2 separate regions of the Callithrix jacchus genome follow, and region 1 is linked to region 2. The links are chromatin contacts, called in public Hi-C maps. All regions are on one chromosome and are shown on one strand. The core of a region is the stretch at or near the end of the contact, and the rest is flanking DNA. Distances in the headings are between cores, read along the strand shown. Region 1 has its middle 23 kb from the start of HIGD1A. Region 2 overlaps HIGD1A (HIG1 hypoxia inducible domain family member 1A).

Evidence for each region. Hi-C and Micro-C count contacts between places; a contact is called where the count stands out from the background.
Region 1: a Hi-C map of skeletal muscle shows a contact between it and region 2, with 18 times the contacts expected there. The contact joins two enhancer-like sites. A contact is called at or near these places in 3 of 3 Hi-C or Micro-C datasets (induced pluripotent stem cells and skeletal muscle).

What each region holds. Positions count from the first base shown.
Region 1 is chr17:80,581,374-80,587,819 of calJac240_pri, reverse strand. No RefSeq gene overlaps it. Among named protein-coding and RNA genes, the nearest start is that of HIGD1A, 23 kb to the right of the region's middle. Within about 2 kb of position 2,444, at least 5 of the 16 cell types and tissues checked have an H3K27ac peak or open chromatin away from gene starts, as enhancers often do.
Region 2 is chr17:80,541,543-80,547,800 of calJac240_pri, reverse strand. It overlaps HIGD1A (HIG1 hypoxia inducible domain family member 1A), which reads left to right. Exons shown (of 4, transcript XM_008984107.6): 3 at 210-344; 4 at 1,029-1,877. The coding sequence ends at 1,078. Among named protein-coding and RNA genes, the nearest start is that of CCDC13, 9.5 kb to the right of the region's middle. Within about 2 kb of position 3,995, at least 2 of the 16 cell types and tissues checked have an H3K27ac peak or open chromatin away from gene starts, as enhancers often do.

The DNA of each region.
Region 1 (6,446 bases), core at 1,195-3,694, 42 kb before region 2:
TGGATTTGAAGCAGGCAGGCATTAAGTGACAAAAGGCACACCTCCTTCAAAGGTGAGGGGTCTGCTGTTTTGCTTTTGGAATATTTTAACAGGTCCATAAAAGACTTTTCACCGAAAAGAGTTTTCCCAACATCCTAAAGGAGGTTTCGCAACTTCCGGGTGAGAGTGACGGTCGAGGTGTCACCTTTCACTTGTTTTTTTTCAACCCATCTCACTGCACGCTGATAGCCTTTTACTCCTTAAGCCTGCTCTTCTCACAGACCTCTGACTCCATCTGGCCACAGTGAGAGTTTCTGTTTCTCTTTTTCTTTACTTCTCTCTCTTCTTTTTTTTTTTTTTTTTTTTTTTTTGCCCTAAGTATTTCAGGAAAGTATAGTCCCAGGATCACTCTCAGAAAACCACAGATTCTTAGTCATTTCTGGTACACGAATCCCAAATCATACAGAAAAGGACCAAAATTAACTGACTTGGGGAGGTTGGCGTTCCCTTCCTCGTGCAGACAGGAGCATCCACAGAACACCTATCTCGCCCAGGGAATATAGAGCACACCTGTTCTGAGGGGTCTGGGAAGAGAGGGATAAAAGGGCGGCCATGCCCTCCAAACAACAGATGCGGTTTCTGATGCTTGCCTGAAGCTGCAAAGCCTTTCTGAAAAGAAGGGTGGGGGGAAGGCAGGACTTAGACCACAGCACCAGGAGAGGACGGCAGGGAGGGGGACTGACAAGAAAGACACTACAGTTGGTCTTTGAAGTTGGTGACAAAAAAAAAAAAAAGACACTACAGGATTTCACCAGGTGGGAGCTTCTGTCCTGCACTACACCGCATCTCCTCTTGGAGTCACTATTGCTCCATATCTTGTTCACTATGCCAAATGTAGGGGCGGGGACAGACAAAATTTTAAAACAAGATTTTGCCACGTTTAGGGGTTGTACTGCATAATGAGGGAAGAGGAAAAAGCGTTTATCAATCAAAGGCCGGGCGTGGGGTTCATGCTTGTAATCCCAGCACTTTGGGAAACTGAGGCAGGCAGATCACTTGAGACCAGGAGTTTAAGACCAACCTGGCCAACGTGGTGAAACCCCGTCTCTTAATAAAAAAATTAATTAATTAAAAATAAATAAATAGGCCGGGCACGGTGGCTCACACCTGTAATCCCAGCACTTTGGGAGGCTGAGGCGGGTGGATCATGAGGTCAAAAGATCGAGACCATCCTAGTCAACATGGTGAAACCCCGTCTCTACTAAAGATATAAAAAATTAGCTGGGCCTGGTGGTGTGTGCCTGTAATCCCAGCTACTCAGGAGGCCGAGGCAGGAGAATTGCCTGAACCCAGGAGGCGGAGGTTGCGGTGAGCCGAGACCGCGCCATTGCACTCCACCCTGGGTAAGAAGAGCGAAACTCCGTCTCAAGAAAAAAATAAAAATAAATAAATAAATAAATAAGAAGTGCTAATAAATCAGAGGCTAAGCAGCAGCACCCTCCGATTCCTAAGACATACTCCCTTTGATACAGGAGTAGTCTAAGACCCCTCTGCCACATGGCCATGGGAAGAACAAAGTCTGGGGTATTTGGCAGGAAAGAGGAAGCCTCATCACATCCAGGAAAGGAGATACTAACCCTCTTTTTTTGTGTGTGTGTGACGGAGTTTCGCTCTTGTTACCCAGGCTGGAGTGCAATGGTGCGATCTCGGCTCACCACAACCTCCACCTCCTGGGTTCAGGCAATTCTCCTGCCTCAGTCTCCTGAGTAGCTGGGATTACAGGCACGCACCACCATGCCCAGCTAATTTTTGTATTTTTAGTAGAGACGGGGTTTCACCATGTTGACCAGGATGGTCTCGATCTATTGACCTTGTGATCCACCTGCCTCGACCTCCCAAAGTGCTGGGATTACAAGCCTGAGCCACCGCGCCCAGCCCCTAACCCTCTTATAAGGGGTATTTGAAAGGAGGTATTGAAAACAAGTTCCAATATTTGTTTAGTAAATATTAGAGAGTTGTGAAAGAATCACAATGTTTGTCACTTCAGTGTTTAAGTTTCAGAATATGAGATCTGAAACTGAATTTTGGGGGCTGATTTTCTTTTGAGAACAGGATCAAGGAGGATGACCTGCCGCGCCTAACTCTTCCTGCCTCCACACGTGTATCCCAGGGTGCCCTTTGCAGTCACGGTACAGCCCCTTCAAGTTTTCCCACATCCTGTTTTGTGTCTCACTTGCCTCTCAGTTGGCATGACGAGGTGAAGACTGAGCGAGTTAAGTCTCGTGGTAGAGGGCAGAGTGCAGATGCAAGGGGTCAAGCGGTCCCCCTCCTCTTCCCAACTGTGAAACCCGTGTGCCACAGGAAGAAGGGCAAGCCCCACTCCTCTCTAGGCCACAGGGTCCCTATTATAACATTAGAGAGGGCACAGCTGCAGGGTCCCGTCAGAAAAGTCGCAGGAGGATCCAGCGGAGGGAGCCCGAATGTGTGGGAAAGGTGACGGGAATGAGCGGCAGAGCCAAGAGCCACCGGCCTGATGTCCTGGTAGGAACTGGGGAAGCGACACAGCCCTCATCCCTGGCCTAACACTCCCCCCTGATCTTGGGAAGAGAATTCACAATGGGTCAGAGGCGGTTCACCTTTGTCACTAGCTCAGTAGGGGCTACTGCCTGGAGCAGAGTCATGTGGGTAATTTGCACGCAGTGAGCTGACATTGTTTGGAAGTTAACACACCCATGCTGACCCATGAACAGCAATTTTCCCGTGCCACGCCTCTACCAAAGTCCAGGTTTGCCGCCTTCTGGCACTTGGCATTGATGAAATGTGCATCTGACACATTCCAACCTCCGTGGCCTTTTACTCACCCTCGTTTTCTTCTCCCCTTCTCTCCACCCGAAGAACGCCCACTCTTCCACCCAGCTCAAGCCCACCCTATACCAGGACACTTGCTGTTCCTTTTCTAATTCTTTAATTCCTTCCAACGTCAGATGGCTTGATGCTCCCCTCCCCCAGGAGTGTTTTGCCCTAAACTGACCGTGAAAGCTGAGCGTGACGGTTGTGGTAAAGCTGTCACTCATTTAGTCCACTAATCCATACAACTCTGGGCCTGCTCTTGCATTATCCTCCTGTTTTATTTCATGTGTGCCGCCAGAATTGCAGGTATTGTACTTCATATGATTCTATTTTCAGAGGTTACTAAACAGTTTGCAATCTGTCTTGATAGCCTTATCACACTGTATTCTTGACAAGAATCCCCTGATTAGCCCCCAAAATCATCAGTCTTTGTCCTGAATTACACAGAATAAAGTATCTAACTAGGATGTGAGATGAATTCATCTCTCCAAATCTCACACCCTCAGATCTTCCCAGAACATTCACATACAGGTGGGCACTAGGAGAATAATATGTCTCAGAAAACACTCCTTTTAGTGCCCCTTAAAATAACGTGTTGCCCCTGGCTGGGCATGCCTGCTCACACCTGTAATCCAAGCACTTTGGAGGCCAAGGTGGGCGGATCACCTGAGGTCGGGAGTTCAAGACCAGCCTGACCAACATGGTGAAACCCCATCTTTAAAAAAAAAAAGAAAACTACAATACCAAGAGGGCATTAAAAAAAAAAAAACTAGACAAGTTGATTCTAAAATTGATGTGGATCTGCAAGAGCTAGAATAGTCAAAGCAATCCTGGAAAAGAAAAACAAAGTGAATAATGTATACTACACAATTTCAAGACTTTCTACAGCATTATAATGATCAATATGATGTGGTATGAATTTAACAAAAGACAAATCAATTGAAATGACCAGACTCCAGAAATAGCCCCTAGCATGTACGCTCAATTGATAACCAACAAAAATGGCAAAAATAACTCAGTGACAGAGAGTCTTATTAACACAGAGTGCTAGAACTGGGTATGTGTATGGAAAAAAATACCCATTGATTTTAACTTTATCCCACACACTAAAATAAGTCTAAATGAATCACAGACCTAAACGTAACTAGAAAATTTCTAGAAGGAGAAAAGAATCACAACCTTGGGACAGATTTCTTAGGACACAAAAAATACCACTTTAAAAAAAAAAACCTGTTAAGCTGGAAGTAATCAAAATTTAAAATTTCTGCTTTTTAAAAGAAACTGTTAAGAAAAAGAAAAGGCAGGCCAGGTGCAGTGGCTCATGCCTGTAATCCCAGCACTTTGGGAGGATGAGGCAGGAGACTGCTTGAGCCCAGGAGTTTGAGACCAGCCTGGGCAACATTGTGAGATCCTGTCTCTACAAAAAATAAAAACATCAGCTGGGTAAAAATACATAAATAAATAAGGTGTTGCCACTTTCAGAGGCTGCATTGTGGAAGAAAGGAAGGGGAGGAAAGAAGTGACCTTCTTATGGTCACTTGATCTGACTTTCCTTATCTGAAATCAAAATACAATACAAGCTGGCCAGGCGTGGTGGCTCATGCCTGTAATCCCAACACTTCGGGAGGCTGAGGCAGGTAGATCACCTGAGGTCAGGAGTTTGAGACTAGCCTGGCCAACATGGTGAAACCCCCTCTCTACTAAAAAATACACAAATCAGCTGGGTGTGGTGGTGGGCACCTGTAGTCCCACCTACTTGGGAGGCTGGGGCAGGTGAATCCCTTGAACCAGGGAGGCGGAGGTTGCAGTGAACAGAGATTGCACCACTGCCCTCCAACTGCAGCCTGGGTGACAAAGCAAGACAAAGAAGGTGGGGAGGGGAGGGGAGGGAGGGGAAGCCAGGCGGGGCGCAGTGGCTCACACCTGTAATCCCAGCACTTTGTGGGGGCCGAGGTGGGCAGATCACGAGGTCAAGAGATCGAGACCATCCTGGCCAACATGGTGAAAACCTGTCTCTACAAAAAATAAAAATTAAAAAAATACAAAAATTAGCTGGGTGTGGTGGTGTGTGCCTGTAATCCCAGCTACTCAGGAGGCTGAGGCAGGAGAATTGCTTGAACCCAGGAGGCGGAAATTGCAGTGAGCCGAGATTGTGCCACTGCACTCCAGCCTGGTGCCTGGTGACAGAGCAGGACTCTCTCAAAAAAAAAAAAAAAAAACAAAAAAAAGGAGAGAAGAAAGAGAGAAAAAGGAAAAAATACATATATATAATGCAAGCATTCTTTAACCTATTCCCCCTGGAATTAGTTTATGACTAGAGCTCTTTCCTTTCCCTGTTGGCTTGACACATGATTTTTCAGGCTTACGGTGGCTTTTATGGAGAAGATTGAAGGGCGTAGGGTGGCTGAAGGCCGATTCATTTTTCCAGCTCTGCCCAAAGTTGGCAAGCAACTGCTGTGAAGCCCTGAATGGGGGTGTGGGGGCATCTCCCTGTGGGCGAGAGTGCATTTCATTAGAAATTTCATTAGTATGCAATACCACTGATTTGATAAAAAAGAGGAAAAAAGGAAATTTCATTCGTAATCAAAAAATGTTCCCCCCCCCACAAAAAGAAAACAACAAAAAAAAGTCCCACAAATAAAGTCCAGGACCAGATGACTTCACCGGTAAATTCTACCAAAAGTTTAAAGAATTACCATTAGGCCAGGCGCGGTGGCTCACGCCTGTAATCCCAGCACTTTGGGACGCCAAGGCGGGCGGATCACAAGGTCAAGAGATAGAGATCATCCTGGCCAACATGGTGAAACCCCATCTCTATTATTAAAAAAAAAAAAAAAAAATTACCATTAATCCCTCAAACTTTTTCAAAAAACAGAAGGGGAAGAAGCATTTCCCAACTCATTCTGTGAGTCCAGTATTGCTCTGATGCAAAACCCTACAAAGACATCACAGGAAAACTACACCCCAATACCCCTTATGGACTGTACGGATACACGGACACACGCAACTCCCAAGACAATCTACTGGCAAACGAAATCCAGCTGCAGATGTAACGGGTTATACACCGTGAATAGCTGAGCCGTTTGCCAGCATGCAAGGTGGAACCGTTCGACATGCAAAACTCAAACAGTGTAAGGCACTGTATGAAAAGAACAAAGATCATGCAATACTGGGAGTGGTTTTTTGTTTGTTTTTGTTTTTGATAGACTCCCCAGGGAGTAGGTTTTTTTAATGAAAAAATAATAATAAAGAAAAGAATAAAGGACAAACACAACATGATCATCTTAACAGATGCAGAAAGAACATCTGATAACCTTCAGCAAACTTTTCTGATAAAAAAACATTCAGTAAACTAAGGAACATCCTCAAGCTGATTAAGGGTATCTACAAAAAACAAAACAAAACCAAACCCACAGCTAACATCACACTTAATGGGAAAAGACTGAAAGCTTCCACCTACCAACCTCAGATCACAACAAAACAAAGATGTCCACTCTCACCATTTTATCGCACTGGCACTTCTAGTCAGAGCAGTTGTGCAAGAAAGAAGTAAAAAGCATTTGCACTGGAAAGGAAGCAGTGAAATTATCTGTATTGGCAGATTACATCATTTCGCA
Region 2 (6,258 bases), core at 2,746-5,245:
AATCCTGGCTTTCTGGATCTGCCGTTGTTTGCCTAAATATTTTTGGTTCTGATGGGGGAAAAACATGAAAAACTCAATTTGTACATTAGCTAATTAATGATCTGATAAGGAACCCTCATAAAAATAACAGAGTGTACATTGACTGATGGTAAAATCATCTTGGTCCCCTCTCCTCACGCCTCTGACATACTTGTTACTTTGTTTTACAGGAATGGCAGGTTTTGCAGCCATTGTTGCCTATGGGTTATACAAACTGAAGAGCCGGGGAAATACTAAAATGTCTGTTCATCTGATCCACATGCGCGTGGCAGCCCAGGGCTTTGTTGTAGGAGCAATGACTATTGGTAGGTTCCTATAGGAAATTTTCAGATTCTTTTTCCCCATTCAGGTATTTCTTTACAAACAAGACAAGTAAATATTTTTAGCAGTTTGAGAATATCACTTATATTCGGTAAAAATGAATTAATGAAAAGAATTCAAGTAGTGACATAGTAGTTTTTCTGTTATATTCTACTACAATTTTAAAGAAAGAAAAAAATAATCCTGTCAGTCACTGAGTTTATAATTTTATTGACAAGTCTAGACATGTAAGGGGGTTGGTAGTAACACGTTATCTGGTAGAGACGTAAGTTGCTATTTTATAGTGTTTTTAAAGAAAAGATTTAAAGTGCAGGTGTTATATGCTCCTATTGGCGTTATAATTCCTTGACTTCATTTGCATTGGTGGAGCAAGAGTGACTCCTTTCAGAGTTACCAGGTAAATGTCGATTGCTCTTTAAAGGAAATATTGCAACATGTGAAATAGTCATACCAGCCCTTTGCTGCTTGGGAAACTACTGTATCTAAAAAGAGTTTTAGAAGCTACATTGTTTAAAAAGGCAAGAGTATGAGCTTCCTGGGGTCTTACTCCCCTTGTAAATATTCCATGCTAAGCAATTGTGCTACTTTCAGCTATTTTATGAACTGGTTTTTATTTTTCAGTATTTAAGAAGATATTGAAATGTTTAACTAGCGTTCTTCTTCTTTAGGTATGGGCTATTCCATGTATCGGGAATACTGGGCAAAACCGAAGCCTTAGAAGAAGAGACGCTGTCTTGGGCTCGCTGGAGGAGCTCACTTTGGTTAGACATCTCTATTGAAGTTACGTATTGTTGAAAATAAACTAATTTGTATGGGTTTAGATGGTGAAATGGCATTTTGAATACTGACTTCCTTTCTTGCAGGCTTGATTTGCCTGGTGTGACCGCATAACTAGTGGCTAGTTTACTAACTAGGTCATTCAAGGAAGTCAGGTTAACTTGAAAGAAGCATGTCACCTAAATGCACTTGATGATGTTGAAATGTCCACCTTCTTAAACTGTTCAGCTCAACTTAGTTCTAAAGAAAATAACAGGCCACCCCTGAAGGACTCCCAGTTTGCTGCAGAATCTCAGATGTTTTGGAGGTTATATAAGAGTCCTGTTTGCCCCAGTTAATTTAACCTTTTTCTGCCTGTTGTGTGGACAGGCTGGCCCTTTTAGAACTCTGTCCAAAAAGTTCATGGAATGTAACTTGTAAAGCTTCCCACAGCCTACAAGACGTATATGTGCATGTGTTTAAACCAAATGTAGAAAGCTTACAGGAGAGCCGCATGACAGTAGTATTTATTAAAGAATCTCAGTTGTAAACATGAGAATAATTTATGGATTCTAGTTTAGTTCTTGTGTAACTGCGAATTATATTTTTGCTGCTGTTATATTAGAATAAATTTTAAATGTCATCTTGAAATAGAAATAGGTATTTTTAGCACTCATAGCAAAGGTAAATGAACACTTTTTAAATGTGTGCATTGCTTATCTTTTCCATAAGAATTGTAAACATTAAACTGAAGAAATGACTATAATGGGTTTGATTAATGACTTACGAGCAAGCTGGTTTGGCCAGACAGTACACCCAAACTTTTCTGTAGTGCAGAGTGCTGTTCCACTTGTCTGAACTGAATTTACATTCCATCATGACATGGCACATGTATTATTAAAGGAAGCGACCCATGCCCGCTGTCTTACTTATTTCACGAAGGAGAAGCTCTCTGTAGAGGAACAAACTGGAGAACAGGTTTCAGGAAATGGTCTTTTTGTTGTTGTTCACCACTTTAATCATCTGCTTTCTGTTCCGACCATTTGAAAAATATTCTATATGGTGTATTTCCTTTCTTTTGTGGGTAATTTTTGTTCTTTTGATTATCCATATAATTTGTTTTTTGAGATGGAGTTTTGCTCTGTTGTCCAGGCTGGAGTGCTGTGGCACGATCTGAGCTCACTGAAACCTCCACACCCCACCCCGGGTCCAAGCGATTCTCCCGCCTTAGCCTTCTGAGTAGCTTTGGCCTGGCTGATTTTTGTATTTTGGTAGAGACAAGATTTCACCATGTTGGCCAGGCTGGTCTTGAACTCCTGACCTCAGGTGATACACCTGCCTTGGCCTCCCAAAGTGTTAGGATTACGGGCGTGAGCCACTGTGCCTGGCTGATTATCCATATAATTATAGCACTCTATTTATTTTCAGTCACTAATAATTCCTTATGAGCAGTATTTAAGTCTAGCATATTTCTTCTTTCCCTCCTCCTCTACTAACCAATTCTAGTCAATAAGGTTATTGGACTTTACTCTTGTACTTTTTTTTTTTTTTTTTTTGAGACAGAGTCTCGTTTTATTGCTCAGGCTGAATTACAATGGCATGATCTCAGCTCACGGCAACCTCCACCTCCTCACTTCAATTTATTCTCATGCCTTAGTCTCCTGAGTAGCTAGGATTACAGGCATGCGCCCCCATGCTGGGCTAATTTTTGTATTTTTTGTAAAGGCAAAGTTTTACCATGTTTGCCAGGACGGTCTTGAACTCCTGGCTTCAAATGATCTGTCTGCCTCAGCCTCCCAAAGTGCTGGAAATAAAGGTGTGATTCACCACGACTGACCCACTTGTATACTGTTAAATGTCATTATACTTCTCTGACTTGTCAGCTTAGCTTTGACTTGCTCTGTTGCCCGTCTGCCATGCTCTCAGTGAACTTCCACTTTCTTTTCCCTTCCTCTCAATTTTTGTTGTATCATCTCTACATTGTGAGGACATATAATATTTACATTCTGTTCTGTCATCCTCACATTTTTTAGTTTCACAGTTTAAATATATTTGAAATTCAAAGATTCCCAGTAATCTCTCAGTCAGCTGAAATTAATGATTTAATAATTTCCTCAAGAAAGACTCATGGAATAATTTTCCTAAATTTTTGTCATGTCAAATATGTTAGTCTCTAGCCCGTACAGTAAACAAAATTTAGCTAGATGTACAATTCTCAGTTTACGTTTTTCTTTGGAATATTGAAGTGTTGCTTTAGAGAAGCTTAAAGTCATGACATTTTTCTTATATAAGTGATTTGATTTTTTGCTTGGCTGCTCAAATTCTTCCTTTATCAAGTCCAATAACTAACAGGTCTTGGTATTTACCTTTCACTACATTTTCAGAAAACTTTCATTCTAACAGATGGGTACTCTACTGGTTTTGTTTAAATAACAAATTTGAGAGTCATTGATCTAGACAAATGGCAGAAGATGGGGGAGAAATACAAGTGAAGGGTTAAGATAGTAATGAGATTACATGAGATATGTGTGAGATTGCTTGCCTGAAGAGATTGGTATATTAGCTGGTTCAGGTGGATGAGGTACTATTTTATATTGAATGAGACCTGGGTTCATGGTTCTGCCACTCCTAAGCAAGCACCCAGGGTTTTCATCTGTAAAATGGGGACAGCATCATTTTACATTTACGGGATTAAATAAAATACTGTAAAGGACTTAGCATAGCACCCAGTGCATTAGTAAGCTCAATAGATGGTTGCTGTTTCCATTGTTACTGCAGTAACTGGGAATGCAGCAGAACAGGAGACACGTGAGCCTTGCCTTCAGAATTTATAGTCTAGCAGGGAAGGCTGGCATTAAATAAGTGATTACCATCGTAGGGGCCAAGGGAAGTCTTTCCCTTCACCCTCTGAAGGTTTACTGAAAAATCAACTGGCAAAAGGCAGATTAATAAGGCATGGAATTATTTTAATGTGTGTATCATGGGGGAATGGCAGAATGATTACTCAGTAACCCAAGAGGATACATGTTTATACCCTTCATCATAGGGGAAGTGGAGATGGAGGAAATGTGGCAATCCGAGGGACAATCAATTATTTTTAGGGACCTAGAGAACAGGATGGCCTAAGACAAAGTCTGTTTGGCCCACAGAGCAGGTAACAGTTTGTGACAAGTCTGTCCACGTATGTTGACAGATTTTTGTCTCTTCCTGCCATGAGTTAAATTAATGGGAACTCCATGCTGGGTGAGGTGGCTCAGACACCTGTAATCCCAGTCCTTCTGGACGCCCAGGCAGGCGGATCTCTTGAGGTCAGGAGTTTGAGACCAGCCTGGCCAACATGGCAAAACCCCCTCTCTACTAAAAAAAATACAAAAATTACCTGGTCGTGGTGACATGCACCTATAGTCCCAGCTACTCAGGAGTCTGAGGTGGGAGAATCACTTGAACCCAGGAGATCGCGCCACTGCACTCCAGTTTGGGCAACAGAGCGAGACTCTGTCTCAAAAAGAAAAAAACAAACCCTCGGGGAAAGGACCAGGGGTAATTTTTTTTCCCCTTTGGCAGGTCTAGACTTCAAGCAGATAAGGGAGCTTCAAAGAACAGCTTCTTGGTGGGGAGGGAGTAGGAGGTCAGAGAGACCTTGAGGCTGCATCTTCATTCAGTCCAGCATGTCAAAACGTCCTATTCTGGGGTGTTCATTTCTGAGTCCCAGCGCAATAAAGTATGATGAATACTAGGTATAGGATGCAACAGGAACGCCCAGCTGGGGACCTGACCCAGGGCTGGGCTCGGACAAAATCTCCCTGAGGAAACGATGTTCTGCTTTAGGAGATAGTACGTTGGTTTTGCACTGAGAGTGAGAGTCCGTGGCTTAATGTTGGAGGTTACTGGAGTGTTGACGTGTGTGATTGCTTCCATGCCTCTCCTCCAGTTGTCTGAGGGCATGATGGCCTTTCTTATCCAAAGCACCTGGCACACAGAAGTGTTCAGTGTTTCTTAAATTAACTACGAGTAGAATAAGAAGGGTTGAGGCTTCTACATTGAGGATCCTACTGTCCCTAGAAGGTGCTATTTCTAGTTAATGAACAACAGTGACCTCTGGTGGTAAGAGTTGGAATTTGACTCCATACTTAAAATCCCCCTAAATAAACTCAACTTCGGAATCACAGACAGATTTTTGGAGTGGAAGGAGTGTTGTTAATGTAGGCCATGCTTCTTGCCTCACAGATGAAAAACTGCTGCTCAGTTTCAGGGACCTGAAGTTTAGGCTGTCTACCCATGTAAATCTATAGTTCATCACATCATAGCTACCAGACCAGAACAACACTGAGTGAATATCAAGTATTTTAAAGTTCTCGTGTCATAGTGGAGATTCAGGTATTATTTAGACACTTGGTTCCATTTGCAAGCTGTTTGACTAGAATAGGGACATTTGGGAGAGGCAGCTGAGACATGCACCCTGCCTGGTTTGCAACTTTATCAGTGAATGATTTATCTGACATGAGTTCATGGAAGAGCCCACACTGCTCATGAATCTAGTTGCCTTCTTAGAGAAAAGAGAGCCTACTTTCGCCTTAGTCATTGTATGAAGCAAAAGAAAGAATTTTTTTAGCAAGACAAAAGTTAGAAAAATTTCCCCTAAATTCAGTCGTAATGAGTGAGTCGAGGGCGGAGGCCAGTGTGCAGTTGGTCCCTTCGGAGGAAGCTAGGAACAGGTCCCTGCTGCAGTATTTGGAGCTTCTTACAACGTTGGTGTTAGGTCTTTTCCTATCCTGAATGTAATTCTGAAGTGTTAGAGACTGAATAAAATTTTGCCATCACACCTTTGAGTCATGGTCCTTACCTAGTCTCAGCTTGTCTACAACCACAGCTGTTGTCTGCCCCATGGCGCCCCTTCTACCTCACTCATTTCTGTCAACGATGACCCCCTGAGCTCAAACCTTCTGGCCTCAAGTGGTCTTCCCACCACAGAAGCCCAAGAAGTTGGACTACAGGTGTGGGCCAGCACGCCCAGCGGATACTTGTGTTTTTTGTAGAGACTGGATTTCACCATGGTGGGCAGGGTGGTCTCCACCTCCTGAGCTCAAGCAATCCTCCTGCCTCAGTCTCCCAAAGTGCTGGGATTACAGGCATGAGCCACTG